2 separate regions of the Sus scrofa genome follow, and region 2 is linked to region 1. A link is a contact called in public Hi-C data. All regions are on one chromosome and are shown on one strand. Each heading gives the region's core, a stretch centred on a gene start, on an enhancer-like site or on the middle of the called end of the contact. The rest is flanking DNA. Distances are from core to core; before and after follow the strand shown.

Evidence for each region. A called contact is a pair of places that touch in the nucleus more often than the background predicts.
Region 2: a contact with region 1 is called in a Hi-C map of epiblast stem cells, with 2.5 times the contacts expected there. The contact joins two enhancer-like sites. A contact is called at or near these places in 5 of 47 Hi-C or Micro-C datasets (epiblast stem cells, fetal heart ventricle, heart right ventricle and 2 more).

The regions. Positions count from the first base shown.
Region 1 is chr6:38,319,800-38,322,499 of Sscrofa11.1, forward strand. No RefSeq gene overlaps it. Among named protein-coding and RNA genes, the nearest start is that of SHCBP1, 290 kb to the left of the region's middle. Within about 2 kb of position 1,407, at least 2 of the 83 cell types and tissues checked have an H3K27ac peak or open chromatin away from gene starts, as enhancers often do.
Region 2 is chr6:38,422,740-38,425,495 of Sscrofa11.1, forward strand. No RefSeq gene overlaps it. Among named protein-coding and RNA genes, the nearest start is that of SHCBP1, 390 kb to the left of the region's middle. Within about 2 kb of position 1,307, at least 2 of the 83 cell types and tissues checked have an H3K27ac peak or open chromatin away from gene starts, as enhancers often do.

The DNA of each region.
Region 1 (2,700 bases), core at 157-2,656:
GGTTTTCTAGCAGTGGTGAATTTGTGAAAAATCACTGAAGTTGGACTGATTGTCTGGATCTTGGCCACACAAAGGCTGAGGTGTGAAGAAGTTTGGATTTTGAAGGAAAGTGGCATGGTGGGAGTTGGCCTTTTAGGAGATCAACTTAGCAAATGATGGAGTGAGAATGAGAGAAAAGAGTCAGGTAGACTAGGGGTGGGACAAGTGGGGATAATAGGAAAGAAAGAGAGAATGAAGTAACAGCTAGCTATTGCCACGATAATGCCATATGACAACCACCCCCCAACTCAGTGACTTAAAACATCATCATTTATTCCCACTCATCTGCAGATTGGTTGGGAATTGGCTGATCATGTTGAGGTCAGTGAGATTCAGGCCTGTCCATGGGTCTCTCATCTTTGAACCAGCAGGGAAGCTGGGGAATGTTCTTCCCATGCTGATATCAGAAACATGAGAGCACATAAGAGCCTAGCTGTGCACACATTTTGAGTCCCCAATTGTGTCACATCCACTAATGTCCCATTGGCAAGTCAACAGCCAAGCCCAAAGTCAAGGGGAAAGGAAGGGGAAGAACTGAAAAATCACTATATTCCTTGAATAAAGGGAAAGGTAAAGAATTGAGAACTACACAGCCTGTCACTGAAGAGTCAAAAAATCATGGGCTATTTATTTTTCAAGATAATTTTTCCTCTTTAGTGGGAATAACCACAGAGTTCTCTCCTCCCTTTAATGTTAAAATTTTTATCTTCAGTTTTATTTTCAATTATAAAATATTACAAATATACTAATCATATAAATATAACAAATCCCTGTGTATCCAGCATTCTAATTTTATAGCAAATTAGGCATTTTTTCTATGTTCTCTTTCCTCTCCTCCCCCAGGAAATAAAATACTGATTCTATTCCAGTATTCCTCACCTCATTATATCATCCATGTTTTTATATTTTTACTTGTGTTAGTTTCTTTAAACATGCTTTTACTAAATAAAAAGCTTATTGGTGGAGTTCCCATGGTGATTAGATTCCATGAGGTTGCAGGTCTGATCCCTGATCTTGCTCAGTGGGTTAAGGATCCAGCGTTGCCATGAGCAGTGGTGTGGGTCACAGACGAGGCTTGGATCCTGTGTTGCTGTGACTGTGGCATAGGCCAGCGGCTACAGCTCCGATTCGACCCCTAGCCTGGGAACATACATATTCGGCAGGTGCGGCCCTAAAAAGACACAAAAAATGACTTGTTGGTGATTTTCATGTTTGTCTCCAGGTAAAGTTTCCTGCTAATGCCTCTGGCTCTGAAAAGGCAGTAGGTTTTAGCGACTTTATCAGAAGAGTCCACAAGGGGGCAGTATGACCACAGAAAAACAATCTGGGGTCTGGGCTGGAACAGCCATTTTTCTTTTCTCACCACCTGCTGTCCTGGCAGCCTCCCTCTGCATCTTGGGCTGGATGTGTGGCTTATGAGGGTGGGCACGTGGGCCCCTGTGGGTGACTGTGTGTTGGGACTCTTCCCACGCTTCCTGTGCCTGCCTCTGTCTCCTGGGTGCCTTGGCCTACTCCCCAGGCTCTCCCACTGCTTTCTTGGCTGATTTATTCTCTGACTCCCCTCTCCACTTTACCTCTCAGCTTCCCTCTCCTTGATTGTGATCAGACCTGGATTTCTGCTCCCAGGTTGCACTAAGTGCCTCGGGATTCAGAGGAGGGCAGGCTTCTGCCTGGCCTTGGGGAGGATGGCATGGCCTTGAGGAGAATGAAATCTATTTTCCCTTCCCTCAAAAAAATCAACACCAAGTGAAACTCTGTACTAAGCAGATTTATTTGTAACTATTTACTAATTGGTATTAATTGGTTTTGTTGGGAGGCTGAGAATCTTGAATGAGAAAATCTTTCAGCCCTGTTGTAAAGGCCTATGTTGATTTACTGAGTCAGTGTGTGTGTGTGTGTGTTTGAGAGAGAGGCACAGTGTCCACCTCTGTGTCTTGGAGAGCAGAGGCATGAGTTTGCAGGTGTTTGTGTCTCCATGAATTTGTGCTAGGGGTGTGTGTGTGTGTGTGTGTGTGTGTGTGTGTGTGTGTGTGTCTATGTGAAGGTATTGGCTATGATAGGGATGGAGTAGGCACAGGAGTCCCAGTAAGGGACCATAAATAGAGAGGGAAACCAGGGGAATTTGGGAGGTAAGTTAATAATTGCTCAAGAAAGCCATCAGCACAAGGCAGGATTGCTTGACTAGTGGAGGTGCGAGAATTGCCTCGGGTCCTTGGGTGGGGGAAGGGGTGAGGCCTGTGTTCACGTTTGGATCAAGGGCAGGAGCTTGAGGACCACCCATCTGCTGATGTGAGTAAGTGCCATAACAGGCCTAGTTTGACCTCATAGGGTCAAATACTCTTACCGGATACCAAGGAGGAGCTACTACTCCCAGAAAGGAAGAGGTGGGCTTTTCCAACCCCCACTCCCCTTGGATGAGAAAACTGTAGCCCACCGGATCCTGGGGGCAGACCCTCCTTGCCTGCCCACTTGCATCTCTCACAAGCTTCCTATCTTAATAAATCTCATTTCTTGCCTATCACTTTGTCTCTCACTGAATTCCTTCCACGCGGAGGCATGAAGAACTTGAACCTCAGTGAGTCCAGACACCGAGTGAATGATTCTAATTTAAAACCATGGGTTCAAGTCCCAATCTGGGTTTAGGCTAGTTTCGAGTCCCAA
Region 2 (2,756 bases), core at 57-2,556, 100 kb after region 1:
CATTAAGGCAGAAGTCAGATTCATAATCATTCTTCCATTGTGTGTAGTAAACCAGCTGACTTCTCCCGATCTCCCTTGGGAGGAAGGAAGAATGGTGATTTGTGTACTGGCTCTTATACCTTCTACCCAGAAAAGACACACAGTCTGCCTGAAAATGGATATTCTCTTGCTGGCGAGGTCCAATTTACTAAAGGGATTCTAGGGGTAGTGAGTCAGTCATTCTTTAACTGCTTAATCCTTCATTCTTACTCATTCTAATCCAGGAAAGGAATCAACAGGTTAGATAAGGTGTTGTGTATATTTAGAAAAACAGCAATCAGGAGCTAAGTTAAATGTTGCCTAATCATCTCATCTTTATGACTAAGGTCTAAGGAAAATGGGGATGAACAGACTGAAAAGAGGCAAAGGAGCTGCTTACATTACTTTCAAAAAGAAAGGGCAATTTTGTAATAAGTTGTTGCTAGCTGTAATTTTTATTCAATTTGTTTGATTTTTTTTTTTTTTTACTTAGACTCTTTAACTTGAAAGTGACAGGAAGCCCTTTCAAGCCCTCTTAAAAACACCATAAAAAAATTTAAGAGAAGGCATGAAAGGGAATTTGATTGCAAACTCCAGGGGCTCCAACACTGCTCTTGGTTCTCTTGTCTCCTGTGCTTCATTCACGGCAGCTTCTCTCTGCATGGTGATCTCTGCAGTCTCTGTTTATGGGAAAGGGAGTGCTTCTCTGATGACAGCCCCCTGCATTGATTCACACTCTGGGTGACTTGGCTTGGTTTGGGTCACATGATCATCTCTGGGCATGAAGGGGGAAGAGAGTCCATTCACATGAGGAGACGTGGTTCCCAAAAAGAAAAAATGAAGTGCTGTAACCAAACTGGCTTACCAAACCTAGTGGATGTCCACACAAGAGGGGAGAGTATTCTACCTGCCTTCTCAAGTTCAGAACTCTGAAAAGATGGCCTGCCACCCCAGCAGTCTTGGCGTTGTGTTCTGATCCACAGCACTTCTTGACAATTTAGCTCTTAATCTCTTGTTTGTTTGCAGGGCTCAAGGGTCTTTAGGTGAGCTCCTTGGGACCTTCTCTGCAGCCACATAGCTCAATGAGCTGCGATGAGGGGTATAGGAAAGGATGTCATCTTTGACATTGAATTGCAAGAAAGAATTTTTAAAGCTACTATATATTTTGTAATCTGCTGAAGGAGACATTGGAAATGATCTCAAAGAAGTGCCTATATGGACCCAGTACCTGGCATTCAGAAGAAACGAATGCCTTTGCATGACACTCCCCCAGGTGCCACATCCATCCGGGGAGGGGTCAGGGCAAAATGATTCAAACAGATTTCGTATACAGAACACTGAGTGAGGTACAGGTGAGGGTGTAGCGGGCTTTGCCCTGGGGGGATTCTAATGCTATTAAAGATGAAACTTCAGTGCAGCAAAAAGCTAGAGACCATCAGAAACACATTGGATATAATTGGGCATGTGGTTTGCAGAGTACTGTTCAGGGAAGTGAGGAGGCAAGTGTACTAGTGGTTCAGGGAGGCCCTGAAGAGGAGGGGTGGAGAGGTGATTAAAATAGTGACATTTATCATAGTTGTGGCTCATCATGTGCCAGGCACGGCTCAGCATTGCACTCTGTCCCATGTGTTCTCTCCAGGTGGAAGGAGGGCAGCCAAGTGGCAGGAACTTGGCACAGGTGACTGATACCCTGAGACAGAGGCCCAGACAGGGTATGGATGCCATGTATGCTGAATAGCACACCCCATGGACCTGTCTCACACTCTCTTGGCCACACTCCTGGTTTCAATGGGGCTGCAAGTGTGACTTTGACCAACTTCTGGCTGATAGCATCTTGGCTCAAGTGCATACTGTACATTTTCTGGGCTAGGGTTTCTCCAGCATTGCCAGCAGGATGGGGAGAGGGATTTGAGACTTTGTGGTCATTGGAGCTTTTGAGGCTGCCCAGTATGGTCAGCCTGGACATCCCAGGCAGATGCATTTCTTTTCTAGATACTAGGGCCTCTCACCAGAGGAGGCATCCTAAGTCACCCTGCTCCTGGAAACCCCTAAATCTCTGGAATCTCTACTTTCCTCTTGCTTCAGAACAGAAGGTAGGGAGGTAGTGACAGATGCTGGGTATCACTCTTATCTATCCAAGGTCCAGGTGCTCCTGGCACTCGCTTTCTTCAAAATCAAGGGGTCTTTTCTAATTCTCAAGGTCAAAAACTGCCTTTTCTGATTCCTGTTATTCTATGATTTGACTTCCCTGGGGCCTAAACTTTAAGATTCAGAAAAGAATTGATTCCTGCCTTGAGCTGGCTTCCTCCTAGGAAGGAAGGACTCTGAGACAAAGATTTAAGTGCAAGTAGTTTATTAGAAAGCTGGATCCAGGGAACACATGGAGAAGTGGGCAAGTGTGATGGGGAAGCCAACAAAATGTGTTATCAAACCAGGAACCAGGGCGGGCAGCTGAGGCTTACTCCTACTAGGGAATGCTGGGGCGTGTGAATTATCCCACTTGAGGGGGAGGCAGCCGGGACATTTATCTACCAGCTCTGTTAGTCACTGGGTAAGAAGCTAATTCCCCACCACTTTGGGCCTTCCCTGGAGGAAGGAATAAGGAAAGAAATCTCTCAGGTAAAGAAATGCAGGTGTGGCAGCTGATTCAGGACAAGTAAGGCCCTGAAGGACAATGATGCAGCACCAGCAGCACCTGCTTCAACAACCTTGCTCTTTCTCTTTCATATGTCCATCCT